Regions from separate parts of the Mus musculus genome. Here region 1 is linked to region 2. Evidence: chromatin contacts called from public ChIA-PET data. All regions are on one chromosome and are shown on one strand. Each heading gives the region's core, a stretch centred on a gene start, on an enhancer-like site or on the middle of the called end of the contact. The rest is flanking DNA. Distances are from core to core; before and after follow the strand shown.

What was found. ChIA-PET counts read pairs in DNA pulled down with a chosen protein or histone mark.
Region 1: a contact with region 2 is called in an RNA polymerase II ChIA-PET map of memory CD8 T cells, with 33 read pairs. The contact joins two enhancer-like sites. A contact is called at or near these places in 1 of 39 promoter capture datasets (second pharyngeal arch cranial neural crest) and 1 of 115 datasets of contacts at active chromatin or transcription factors (memory CD8 T cells).

The regions. Positions count from the first base shown.
Region 1 is chr16:91,786,077-91,791,691 of GRCm38.p6, forward strand. The region is part of intron 4 of Itsn1 (intersectin 1 (SH3 domain protein 1A)); the gene reads left to right. Among named protein-coding and RNA genes, the nearest start is that of Itsn1, 60 kb to the left of the region's middle. Within about 2 kb of position 3,910, at least 92 of the 459 cell types and tissues checked have an H3K27ac peak or open chromatin away from gene starts, as enhancers often do. A contact at or near this core is called in memory CD8 T cells, where this site is marked.
Region 2 is chr16:91,365,301-91,371,579 of GRCm38.p6, forward strand. Gm36587 (a long non-coding RNA gene) reads right to left here. Exons shown (of 4, transcript XR_876244.2): 2 at 2,560-2,858; 3 at 1,651-1,721; 4 at 187-316. Among named protein-coding and RNA genes, the nearest start is that of Ifnar2, 4.3 kb to the right of the region's middle. Within about 2 kb of position 1,486, at least 133 of the 459 cell types and tissues checked have an H3K27ac peak or open chromatin away from gene starts, as enhancers often do. A contact at or near this core is called in memory CD8 T cells, where this site is marked.

The DNA of each region.
Region 1 (5,615 bases), core at 2,660-5,159, 420 kb after region 2:
TCCTGGAACTCACTTTGTAGACCATGCTGGCCTCGAACTCAGAAATCCACCTGCCTCTGCCTCCCAAGTACTGGAACTAAAAGCATGCACCACCACGTCCGGCTGGGTGTTTTTGTTTTTTAAATAAAATTGAGTGGATTAGCAAACAAATTATACATGAAGGACATAGGTGTGGGTTGACACTTATTCAATAAGCCAGCAAACAAACCCCAGGAAGGTAGGGCTTAGCATCAGAGATGGCCCTTCCACATGACTAGGCTTTCCAGCTGAGTACTTGTCCCCTGAGTGACCAACACACGGACACCGGAAAGGCTGACATACCACCTGTGGCTTTCCGACTCCAGACCTCAGCATGCACAGTTCCTAAGTGCCAACATTACATAAAATCATGTTCTGGAAAAGTAAAGCTTACACTGGAAACAGCACGCTCGTGCACATGATACACATGTGTGCACACATACACACACGCACACTGTTGTGACACATACTCAGAATAACGTCCGAGTCCCATGCTGGACTGGGCTGTCTGCCATCTTTCTGTCTGTCAGGCCTTTTGCCAGCCAGTCTTTGTCTTCCTTCCACAAGTGAGCTCGCTTCTGTGACACTGTTGCAGTTGTAACTGCTGGTCGATTAGAGAGAGAGGAAGCCCATGAGCAGGGAGTTCACGACAAGCAGGTGCTGGGGCTGTGCCAGCTCAGGTGTGTGTCTGAATCAAGGCCCTTGTGTGAACCCGATTGCTTCGTAGCAGGCTTCTCTTGGGCTACAGCCTGGTGTGTTGTGCTCTTTCTCTGCAGTAAGGCTGTTTCTAGAGCCTGCCTTCCAGAGTCCACTGACTTTTGCTTAGCCGATGATACAACCAAGTTCCGAGGTCTCATTTGTGAAGAATTTTAGCACTAGGCATGCTAGCGCTGGGCTGTAGTTCTGACACTTGGGAGACAGATCAGGGGTCCTGAGGTAGAGGCCATGTGAGCTACAGCTGTGACCCTATCCCAAGGGAAGAAAACACAAAATACCAGAAAACGTTGTTGCTGGGGATTGGATGCATGCTGCACACATAAGTACTCACATGTGCCCCTCGTACCCATCCCACACCTTTCAAATTTTTATTTCGATGCAGAGTCCTGCTTACATCACCTACAATTTCCTTGAATTTTAGTCTTTCTTCCTCAGCCTCCAAAGTAGCAGAGGTTATAGGGCTTGCTCTGTCTGCTCTGTTCTCTTCCTCTCAACACCAGTGTGAAGAGGAAATAATTCTAAGCATTTCAGTTGCCTTCCCGCTCCTTTCTGAGAGGGATTTCTAGGAGCTGTGTCATTTGGCCATTGTTATAGGCTGGCATTAAACACTCTGACCTGACTCCTTCAGAGAACTGAGCTTTCCGTAGTCACAGTCTTCACTGGAAATCCGGTCGGGGCACAAGCAGTCCTTAAACACCAATAGTTATAGATCAAGAGTCCTGAAGCCAGTTACCTGGAATGCCCTTTTCTGCTCATCTCTGTATATCCAGAGCTAAAATGAGCTCTGCAGCCAAGAACAGGCAGGAAAGAGTGGGACAGGACAGTTAGCTGCTGCAGAAGCAGAACTCTGTCCCTCCTCAGCCCCCTGCCACAGGGGTGGCCTGTGTCAGAGCCCATCCGAATCCTCTCTGTAATGACAAGCACACTCTGGCCTGGGGACAGGACTGTGAGACTGGGAAGCTGCCCTTCATTGTAGCTTTAAAATTTCGGCTTGAGAAGCTGAACTCCTGGCCATGTTACTCAGTAAAGGTACTGGAGCTGGGTCTTGGAGGCAGCTTACACAGTAGCCCGAGGTCTTACCACCAGCTCTCCTGGTCATGAAATCTCAAACTGCTTTTCAGAGATGATCTGAATTTCAGTTCCTAGCACCCATGTTGATTGTTCTCAACAGCCTATAGTTCTAGCTCCAAGGGATCTGACACCTCTGGCCTCCAAGGACACTGGTGTTTATGACCATGCTTAGATGCATACCCACAATTGAAAATAAAATATATCTGTTTATATTCACAGCACTTTGAAGGTAGAAAAACAGGGAGAGCCAGAGTTTTAAGGCCAGCCTGTGCTACATGAGGTCAGCTTCAAAAATGAACCCCGCCCCTTAGGAAACAAACATACATTTAAAACTCTCCATTAAGGAGATGAAGAGATGGCTCAATGTTTAAGAGCACTCTGCTTTTTTAAGAGGTCCTGGGTTCAATTCCCAGCACCAACATGATGGCTCACAACTGTTTGTAACTCCATTTCCAAAGGATGAAATGCCCTGTTCTGGCCTCTAAAGGCAGCAACCGTGTACATGCATATATACATGCAGCCAAATACCCATACACATAAAACCAATTAGTAAGTTAATTAAGACTCATTGAGACAAAATCCAAAGCTGTCACCAAATGTCCAAGTCCAGTATGATCCTGCTTTTGCTTTGTCTCGTTTCCTCTTTGCTGTCATCTCGGCCCTCTTGTCTACAGCATCCACTCCAGAAGCTAACTCTCTGTTCCTCACCAGGGCAGGTCTCCCCTTGTTTCAGGACCACTGGATTGCTGTTTCTCCTTCCTGCAGTTGCAGAACCCACATAGCTGCTCACTGTCTTGCTGGTTTCAGTTTGTCATCCTGCAAAGAGGTGCTTTCTGGTGAATCTGTCCTAAGTTCACCTAGTTACTCCTCTCCCATCATGTCCACTCTCAGTGGGGGGTCTCTATTCCAGGGGGCCTAGAGAATGCCGAACAGTGGATTGGCTTGACCACTGAAACAAAGCTCCCGCCCTTCACTCTGGTCATAGCATACTCGGCACCACCCATACTAATCTGATTTGTTCTAAACAAAAAGGTAGAGACCGACTAGGTCTATTCTTAATTTCTAGATAATGCTCACACTGTAGCAGGTGTACCCAAAGGGAGGGGGAGGGTGTGTGTGTGTGTGTGTGTGTGTATGTGTGTGTGGTGGTGGTGGTGGTAGTGTTAATGAATGAATTTCCAAACTGGTTTAATCTTCCTTATTGCTTGGACTTGCTTTTATATTAGTGGGCACCAAATGGCAGATGACTGGCCTGTGTGTGGCATGTCTGTGTGGAGCTTCATTAACAAGGTTCTGAAAGCAGCAGTGCATTCTGGGTGTGCTGGGAAGTGCTCCCCGTCTGCTCAGCATTCTCTGTTCTCACTTAGACCGCCGTTTCTTGTTATTTTTATTGTTGTTTATTCTTGTGATTAAATGCAGGCATAGAATGTATAATGCTTTGTGTTTACATGTAGTTTATTTCTTCTTTACATTAACAGTACACTATAAACCTACTTTAATTTTTTGCCTTTCTTACTTAATATATCCTCCTGGTTTTCTCCTCAGCACATAGCTCCTGTCATGGTAGCAGGCGTGCCTCCATGGTTCTACGTGCCATAGTGCTTCTGCCCATCCACACTAGGTTGTTTCCGTGTACTGTGATTTTTGATGATATGGTGGTTATAGAAACACTGATGTGAACAGCTCCTAGCCATGTGTTTTATGTTGTTAAATGTACCTTCAGAGTCAGTCCATACGAGTGCGGTTGCTGGTTCTAAGTAAATGATTATGTGGCTCTCTTGCCACTTGGGGTTGTAATTTCCCCACCAACAGTGTGTGAGAGTGGTGTGTGATTTGTGTTATTTGTATAAATCAAACAAGAGAAGCACACCATTGGTGTTAACAATTACTTTCCTGTTTCTGTGATAAAATACCATGACCGAGGCAACTTACAGATGGCCTGGTGCATTGTGGGCTTGTGGGCTTACAGAGATAAGAGTGGTCACCATCACACTGGGGAAACAGGAAGGCCAGCAGCAGGCATAGCAACAGGACGGCTCATATCTTTAACCACAAGCAGGAAACAGAGACTGCTTAGAGAGGAGTCTTTTAAACCTCAAAGCGCACCCATAGTGACACACTTCCTTCAGCAAGGCCACACTTACGCCTCCTTAAACAGGGCTGTCACCTGGAGACGGCGTGTTCAAATGCCAGAGACTGAGGGACATTTATCATATAAGCCCTACCCTGTGTCTGACACCTGCCCCGCTAACCTGATTCCAGCACCAGCTTCCAGAGTCACATGCAACGGTTGCTTGCTGGGTTTACCATACACTTGTCCTTCTGACGTAAATTTGGTGTCAGTATTGTCCAGACTGAATTGCTTTGGGAGGGATGGAAGTTCATGGAGAAGAAATCCCTGAGTAGTGGCATGGCTGCTGTTAAGGAGCAGCAGCTGGAGTCTGCTGTGCTGAGCAGGGAGGAGAGGGTGAGCCTTGTGAGGAGCTGTGCTTTCAGAGCTTCCTGGGAGCTCTCTGTTCCTAGGGAGTTTTAATAGTCATGCTTGTTAATTCAGGGGAAAGTCTTTCTGAGAGCTGCGGACTTGAGGTTCAGCGTAGCAGACCTGTGCTTGGTGCCTGCAGGTGAAGCCCCAGAGGCTAGAGCTACATGGCTCTTTCTCCGTGCCTGCCGGAAGAAGTGCAGAGTGTTTTAGAAGCATTAAATTAGTCTAATTATATTCTTATTTAAAGGCCTCTTCTTCCTTAACCCATTAAATTTTTCTAGTTTCCACCAAGAATGCCTTTCAGGAGGAGAAGTGTGGGGGATGGAGGGTGGGCATCTGCCTGCTCCTCTGTTTAACCATAGATAGCGCATGCGTGTTATTGGTACCAGGAACCTTTCTCTCCTGTGAGGCATTTGAAGTAGCTGAGCATGCTGGAGACACTTTGCAGAAGAAGGAAAGATCACCACCTCACTTATGTCTTTAATCTGAAAGCTTTGGCAAGCTAGAACAACTCACTGGCCACCACGTCCTATCCCGAATACAGATGCAGAGCCCCAAAACAAGCAGACTTTCACAGTGTGTGAGTTTCACAACACTTTGACCTGCTTGAGTTGAAACCAGAGACACAATATTCATTCAGGACCACGAGATTCTGTCAACATTGGTATTTATTTCAGTAGATGAAGGCCAAAGCAAAACATCATCAGCCCAGAAGATGTAGATTAAGACCTGAAAAACAGAACTAAATAAACCCAGGGACCTTGGCGTCCTAGTGACTGTGGGGAGCTCAGCACCAGAGCTCTCGCACAACATAGAAGACGCATTAACAATGCTAATACCTAGTCAGCGAACCAAGAAACACACTGTGTAGCATTTCACAGTCTGTAGTCCTAACACTTAGAGCAGGAGGAGCAGGAGTTTACAGTCATTCTCTCCATAGCAAGTTCCAGGCTAGCCGGGGCTACCTGCAACCCTGTCTTAAAAGCAAATAAACACACGAGTAGGACAAGTTACTGAACAGACCTCCCGACTAAAATCATTCTAAGCAGTGAAACACTCGGTCCCTTCTCTAAATTCCGACCCAAGTGCACATGTGCTCAGGAGCATCTTCATCTAAAGAGACTGGGGACGATTGTTAAAAATCCTGCAAAGGAGAGATAGCACCCTTTGTTTCTCTACTTAGAAACTACAGCATTAGTGTCACGCTTAGAAGTTCCGTAATACAATTAAGTGTAGCATGAATGACTAATAAAAATTTGTACACATGTTTAAATAAGGGTCTTATGAACATCTAAAAATATATGCAGGGAATATACTACTTACAATT
Region 2 (6,279 bases), core at 236-2,735:
GGAGATTGTCCTGCGTGCTGGCCGCCTACTCAGAGAAAGCATTGGGACCCCATGTCTAGGTTCTTTCTTTCCTAGCACTACAGCTCCCGTGAGTCCCCAAAGCTAATACTATATAGCCTTGCTGTTCTGTAGGGTGTCTCAGTTAGGGTTTGCTGCTGTGAACAGACACCATGGCCAAGGCAAGTCTTATAAAGGACAACATTTAATTGGATCTGGCTTACAGGTTTAGAAGTTCAGTCCATTATCATCAAGGTGGGAGCAGGGCAGCATCCAGGCAGATGTGGGGCTGGAGGAGCTGAGAGTTCTACATCTTGTTCTGAAGGCAAACAGAAGGCTGGTTCTCATGTGGTTAAGAGAAGGGTCTTATTGCCCACCCTGACAGTGACACACTTCTTCCAACAAGGTCACACCTACTCCAACAAGGCCAGACCTCCAAATAGTGCCACTCCCTGGGCCAAGTATATCCAAACCATCACATAGAGATTCCCCAAAGTCCGCCTCTACAGGTTCTGAATCCACAGACTCAACCAACCTTCTGTTTAAATATTCAGGGAGGAGACTGGGGAGATTGCTACTGTATATAAAGTATTTGCCAATCAAGAATTCCCCCTCCCAGGTCCCGAGGGCTGGGCCTTTGAAGGTCATAGCCCAGACCTGGTTCCAATCTAGTTCTCTGCTTCTTTTCACTCAGGCTGCCACCAATACTTCCATGTCTTCCTCGTTATGAGGAACTGCAATCTCCCTGAGCATCGTAACGTCTCTCGTTAGAATTTAGAGCACTATTCGAAGGCTCTGTCAGTCAAGTGCGATTCTCTGGGGCTCTGTGTCCTCACCTGCCATAGGTGAGCCTTGCAAGCTCACCTGATTTAGATCCTAGGACTCAGGTAAAGATGTGGACGCAGCGACACACACTTGTAATCCCAACACTAAGGAGGCAGAGACAGGAGGATCCCTGAGGCTGGATGGACCAGCCCTTTTAGCCTAGTTGGTGACTTCTAGGCCAATAAGAGAGACCCTGTCACAAAGGATGGCAGAAGATGACACACAGGGTTGTCCTCTGGCCTCTACTCACACATTCACATACATGTATACATGTGTGTATTCATACACACGTGAACGGACACAAATAAATAGTTAATTATAAAAGAATTTAGAGTAGTATGTAGAAAGGTGAAGGAAAAGCGGAGAGAGGCCCCTCCTAGGAAAAACTGAGTCACAGCCCTTCTGCAAAGACACTGTTTAGATATAGTCTCTAATCGTGAGGGCAACACCATAGGCTCCCAGGTTAACCTGCTGTTCCATGAGTGCTGCATCCATGAAAATATGGCTGGCAGGTGAGGACACAGAGCCCCAGAGAATGGTACTGAGTCTGAAAAAAACATCAAAAAAAGGGAGGGTGATGAGTCATTTGAAGACTCTGAGGTAGGGAAAGGTCATGTGCACTGTAGCCAAGCACTTGGGTTGAGGTTGGGGCACTGGTGGCAGCTGCCTCCAGTGAGACAAGGCTTGGCTCACCACAACCTTAACACCCTGTGAGCAGATCTCTTGCAACCTCTGCTCCACTTCCTGAATCTGCCAGGTTGAGGCTGCAGGTGGTCAGTGGGGCTTGGGATTCTCAGCCTAGAGACTGAGGAACTGGCTCTCACCTACCTCAAATGTGCAGGTTTGAGGGAAGCTCATGGCCCACCAGGGCCTCAGTCATCTGGAAGGTGGTCCAGGACCTGCCAAGAGAATGTTACAGTCCAGAAATATAGCTTTGCCCCAGGTGTGTTCACAGATAGACTCAGGACCAGACCCAGCTCTCCAGACATGTTATTTGTGACTCTCTCCACCTCCCTGGAAGCATAGGAAGTTGCTGGGTATGAGGTTTTATGGACAGGAAGACCAGCCCCACACTCTGCAGCTCAGAGAATTTTACTAACTTCCCTTCCGTGAAGCCTCTGACACACATATGCATTCCATATCTAGAATGTTCTTTCTCCACAAATCTCTTACATGGCTCTTGCCACAGGCCTCCTTCTCTGCAACAGACCACTGCCACACACTTCCTGTGAAAAGCAGAAGCTGTCACTGGGGACTCTCTAGCCCTCTTCCTCCAAATACACATACGATCCACCTTCATTTTCTCCCTGACAAAGGATGCCAACCTAGCACCTGCTTCTTCAGAGAGTCAACCCTTCTCTGCATTCCTGGACTCTCCTCTGCCTGTCCCAATCACTTCAGCCTTGCCTGTCTCTCTGGGGTCATTCTTGATAGACTATGATCATTCCCAACAACATGTCATCTTCAAAACACCACTTTAGGCAGTGACACGTTGTTGCTGTGTGATAGAATTTTCCTGGGGAGATGCAAAACATACGTCTACCCACCCCAGATAAGGAGCCCATGGCAGAGCAAAGGATAAATACCACCAAAGTCCATCTTGGTGAACCAATGAGTTTTATTGAGATTACTTACCGGAACATGGGCAAGGGGTGACTTATAGGAGCAGAAGTGACTCAAACACAACACCAAAGCCCACCCCAGCATGAGTGAAGACAACTCACAAATGCTACGCACCTGGAGCACACTGCACAGCCTGCAGGCAGGTTAGAGGGTATCTTTTCCAGGTGGCTGCTTCTTCCAGGCTGCTTGACTGGTTTCTGCTTCTTCCAGGCTGCTTGACTGGTTTCTGCTTTGTCCAGGCTGGTCTTGGAATTTATTTGCAGTTTTGCTTTCCTGAGGGCAATTCTCAGCCTTTCTCTGCATTTCTAGACTCTCCTCTACTGTTTACTACAAAGGAGCCTAGTGAGTCTTGTTAGCTTCAGGGACTTCCTGAAACTATGTTGAGTTGTTTACTTTCTGTCTCAAGGGGTTTCCTGAAAGATATACAATGTTTCAATCTAGGAGGAAACTGTCGTACAACATTGGCTAAAACCCAACACTGCTAACAAGTGCTGGTAGGGATGGAGAACCACAGGGACTTTCATGCTTTGCTGGTGGGTATGCAAGGTAATGCAGCCACTTTAGGAGATAACTTGATAGTTTCCTCTACAACTGACCATATTGTACCATCTGATCTTTCAAGTATGCTCCCAAGTGTTCACCCAAGTGAGCTGAAGATCACGTGGATAAGAGCACTCACTACTCTTGCAGAGGACCTGGCTTGAGTTCCTAGGACCCACACGATGGCTCCCAACCCTTCCTAACCGCAGTTCTAGGGGATCGGATGCTGTCTTCTGACTTCTATGTTATTGCACACAGGTGGTGCATATGCCGCAGGCCCTCTGGTCCCCTGTGCCTGCATAGGAAAGAGTCTCTAGAGTAGATGAGCAAAGATTTGGATGTAGTGACAGTCAGTCAAACACACAAGAGAGGTGTTGAATCTGAATGTAATTTTCCAGTCGAGCATCAGACTTTTATAATACAGAATAAATTGCAGAACAAGGCACATTGAATTTTTCCAGGTGCAAAAGAAGTGACTTCAAAAGGAACCAGATAAATGTATAACACTAGAGATTAGCACAGATGCAAGGAGTGACTACAAAGGGAATTTGTAGGGACCAGATAAATGTTTACATTAGAGATTAGCACTTTCTGCCAGGCAAGAGTTTTACACTTAGAGTTAATTGCCTCAGGGTAGTTAACTCTTGATACGCCTCAAGGCTAATGTAGTGTCACCGACCCCAAAATTCTCTAGGCCTCGTTAATTCTTATCTATATCTGGAGACTGTCCATTTTTAGTATAGCATACTAATTTGCTCTTGGCATGGAATGTAGTCTGTAATAAGAATTTCTATCTCAGTGAGAATTTTAGTCTCTATCTGTAAACAGCTGAGTAAAATGGCAAGTGCTTAATTGTTAGTAAACTAAATGGGTTAAGCTCCTTGCTGCTATCTGAAATCTAAGAACACTGGGAAAAGGCTTTAGCTATGTTAGAATACAATCTTAAAAGGCATTTACTATAAATAAGGTGATGCTTAATAGAGTGCATGTGAATCTATACACTAGATTAATGTGGTGGAAATTTGAATATAATGGGTTAGGGAAAGAGATGCCATAACTCTGGGAGGAAAATTTCCCTGGATTCTTATCCTTGTAAAACAGCTTCCAGGCTTTTCGCCTGACAAACCGATCCAAACTGGAGAGTTAGCTTTCGCCAGAATATCCAGGAGGAGAGTCTTAGAAATTCATTTTTCATGAGCAGCTTTTTGGCATTTCTGCCTCACAAGCTGACTCCACCAGAGTGCCCTGACATGCATATACACTAATGTAGGCAAAATACTCACAAAGCAAAGCAAATAAATCTAATTTAATCAGGTGTTTTAAACTTTAAAGTCTTCTTTTTTTTTTCTTTCTTTCTTTCAAGGACCATAGTCTTGGTGCATCTAGCAAGACTCCACCCAACCCAAGGTCATCGAGCTTTTCATTGATATTACTTACTAGGACTCTTCAAGGTTTGTGCTTTATGTTGAGGTCTAGGGCCTACTTTTGAGTTAGTTTTTGTGAAAAGTGTAAAACCTGTATCTAGCTTCACCTTTTTGCATATTGAGTTTGTATCAAACAGCTTTCTGCTACTGTAACACATATCCAAGGTAATCAATATAACAAGAGAAAAGGTTTGTTTAGGCTTACTCTGTTTTTAGAGTTTGGGCCCATGATTAAGTATCTCCATTGTTCTTGAGTATCCACAGTAAAGCAATAAATCAAGGCAGGGAGCACAAGGAAGAGAGGAGAAGGAAGAGATCAGATTCCCACAGCCCCCTTCAATGCCCTGTTGGCCAGAGTCTCCCAGCAGGCTCTGCTTCTTAAAGGCTTCACTGCTTTCCAGTAGAACCACAGTGAGAGCCAGATCTTTAACCCACGCACCCTGGGATACTTCATTCAAACTGAAGTGGTGCTGTCGGTGGAAAGACTGCCTTCCTTCTAGAGAACTGTCTGCTACCATATCAAAGACCACGTGACTGCATTTGTGTTACTACGTGTCCCATGTAATTGATCTGTTTGACCTAAAAGTGAGATTGAATGCTCTCATGGAATTAATCATATTAACATTTAGAGTTTTTGGGGGGGGGTTATTGGATATTTTCTTTATTTACATTTCAAATGTTATCCCCTTTCCCACCCTCCCAAACCCTTATCCCATTCCCCATTCCCCTGCTTCTATGAGGGTGTTCACACACCCACCTGCCCACCCACTCCTGCCTCCCCGCCCTGGCATTCCCCTACACTGGGGCATGCTGCCTTCACAGGACCAAGGGCCTCCCCTCCCACTGATGTCTGATAAGACATCCTCTGCTACATATGCAGCTGGAGTCATGGGTCCCTCCATGTGTACTCCTTGGTTGGTGGTTTAGTCCCTGGGAGCTCTAGGGGCACGGGGGTCTGGTTGGTTGATATTGTTCTTCCTATGGGGTTGCAAGCCCCCTCAGCTCCTTCAGTCCTTTCGTTGGGGAGCCCATGATCAGTTGGGTTTTGTTTTTAGTGATTAGGACAATGATAATTTTTCCACAAGGGCATACATAGAAATTTCAACAATCCTGTGTGCTGTGTGTGTGTGTGTGTGTGTGTGTGTGCTCGCATGCACCCCATTATACTTTATTCCTGTGCCCTCATTCCTCCCTGGCCACCCCTTCCTCCTCTTGGTCTTCCCTTCTTCCTCCCAGGTACAGAGCCCCTGGATTCTACTTTCATGACTTGAATGTCTGATGTCCTCTCTGGTTCTCCCTCCCTCCTTGGATCTCCTCCTCTACTTTCATGCCTTCTGTCTACTTCCATTGCTTATATGTAAATTTGCATATATTTAAGTCCACACTCCACATATGACAGAAACAGACCAATATTATTGAGCTGAGTTTGGTATATTTTGCTGAACATAATGATTTCCAATCCCACACGTTTTCTGAAATATTTCTATTTTTAATGTGCATGTGTATATAAAAGGGGGCATGCAGACCACAGTTTTGTATCATCTTTACCCCACTTGCTCGGGGCTACTTCTACAACTTCTTTGAAACTGTGGCTGAAACTATTTCAGCACTGAACGGCTTTTGTAGAGAACCAGGATCCCAGATAAGAGCCTTTCAAATTCATGAGACTGGTAGGAATTCTGCCAGTGTGACATAAGTGGTGGAAACCTCTTCAGGTCAGCCCAGAAAGAGAGACTCAGCAACTGTCAGTCCTGGTAGATGAAACTGTTCTCTTAAACTGCATATGGTGGCTCTGGAATGGTGATTCTAGCATTTGGTGGGTAGGGCGGGGAGATCTTAAGTTTCAGGCCAGCTGGACACACAAAGAGAT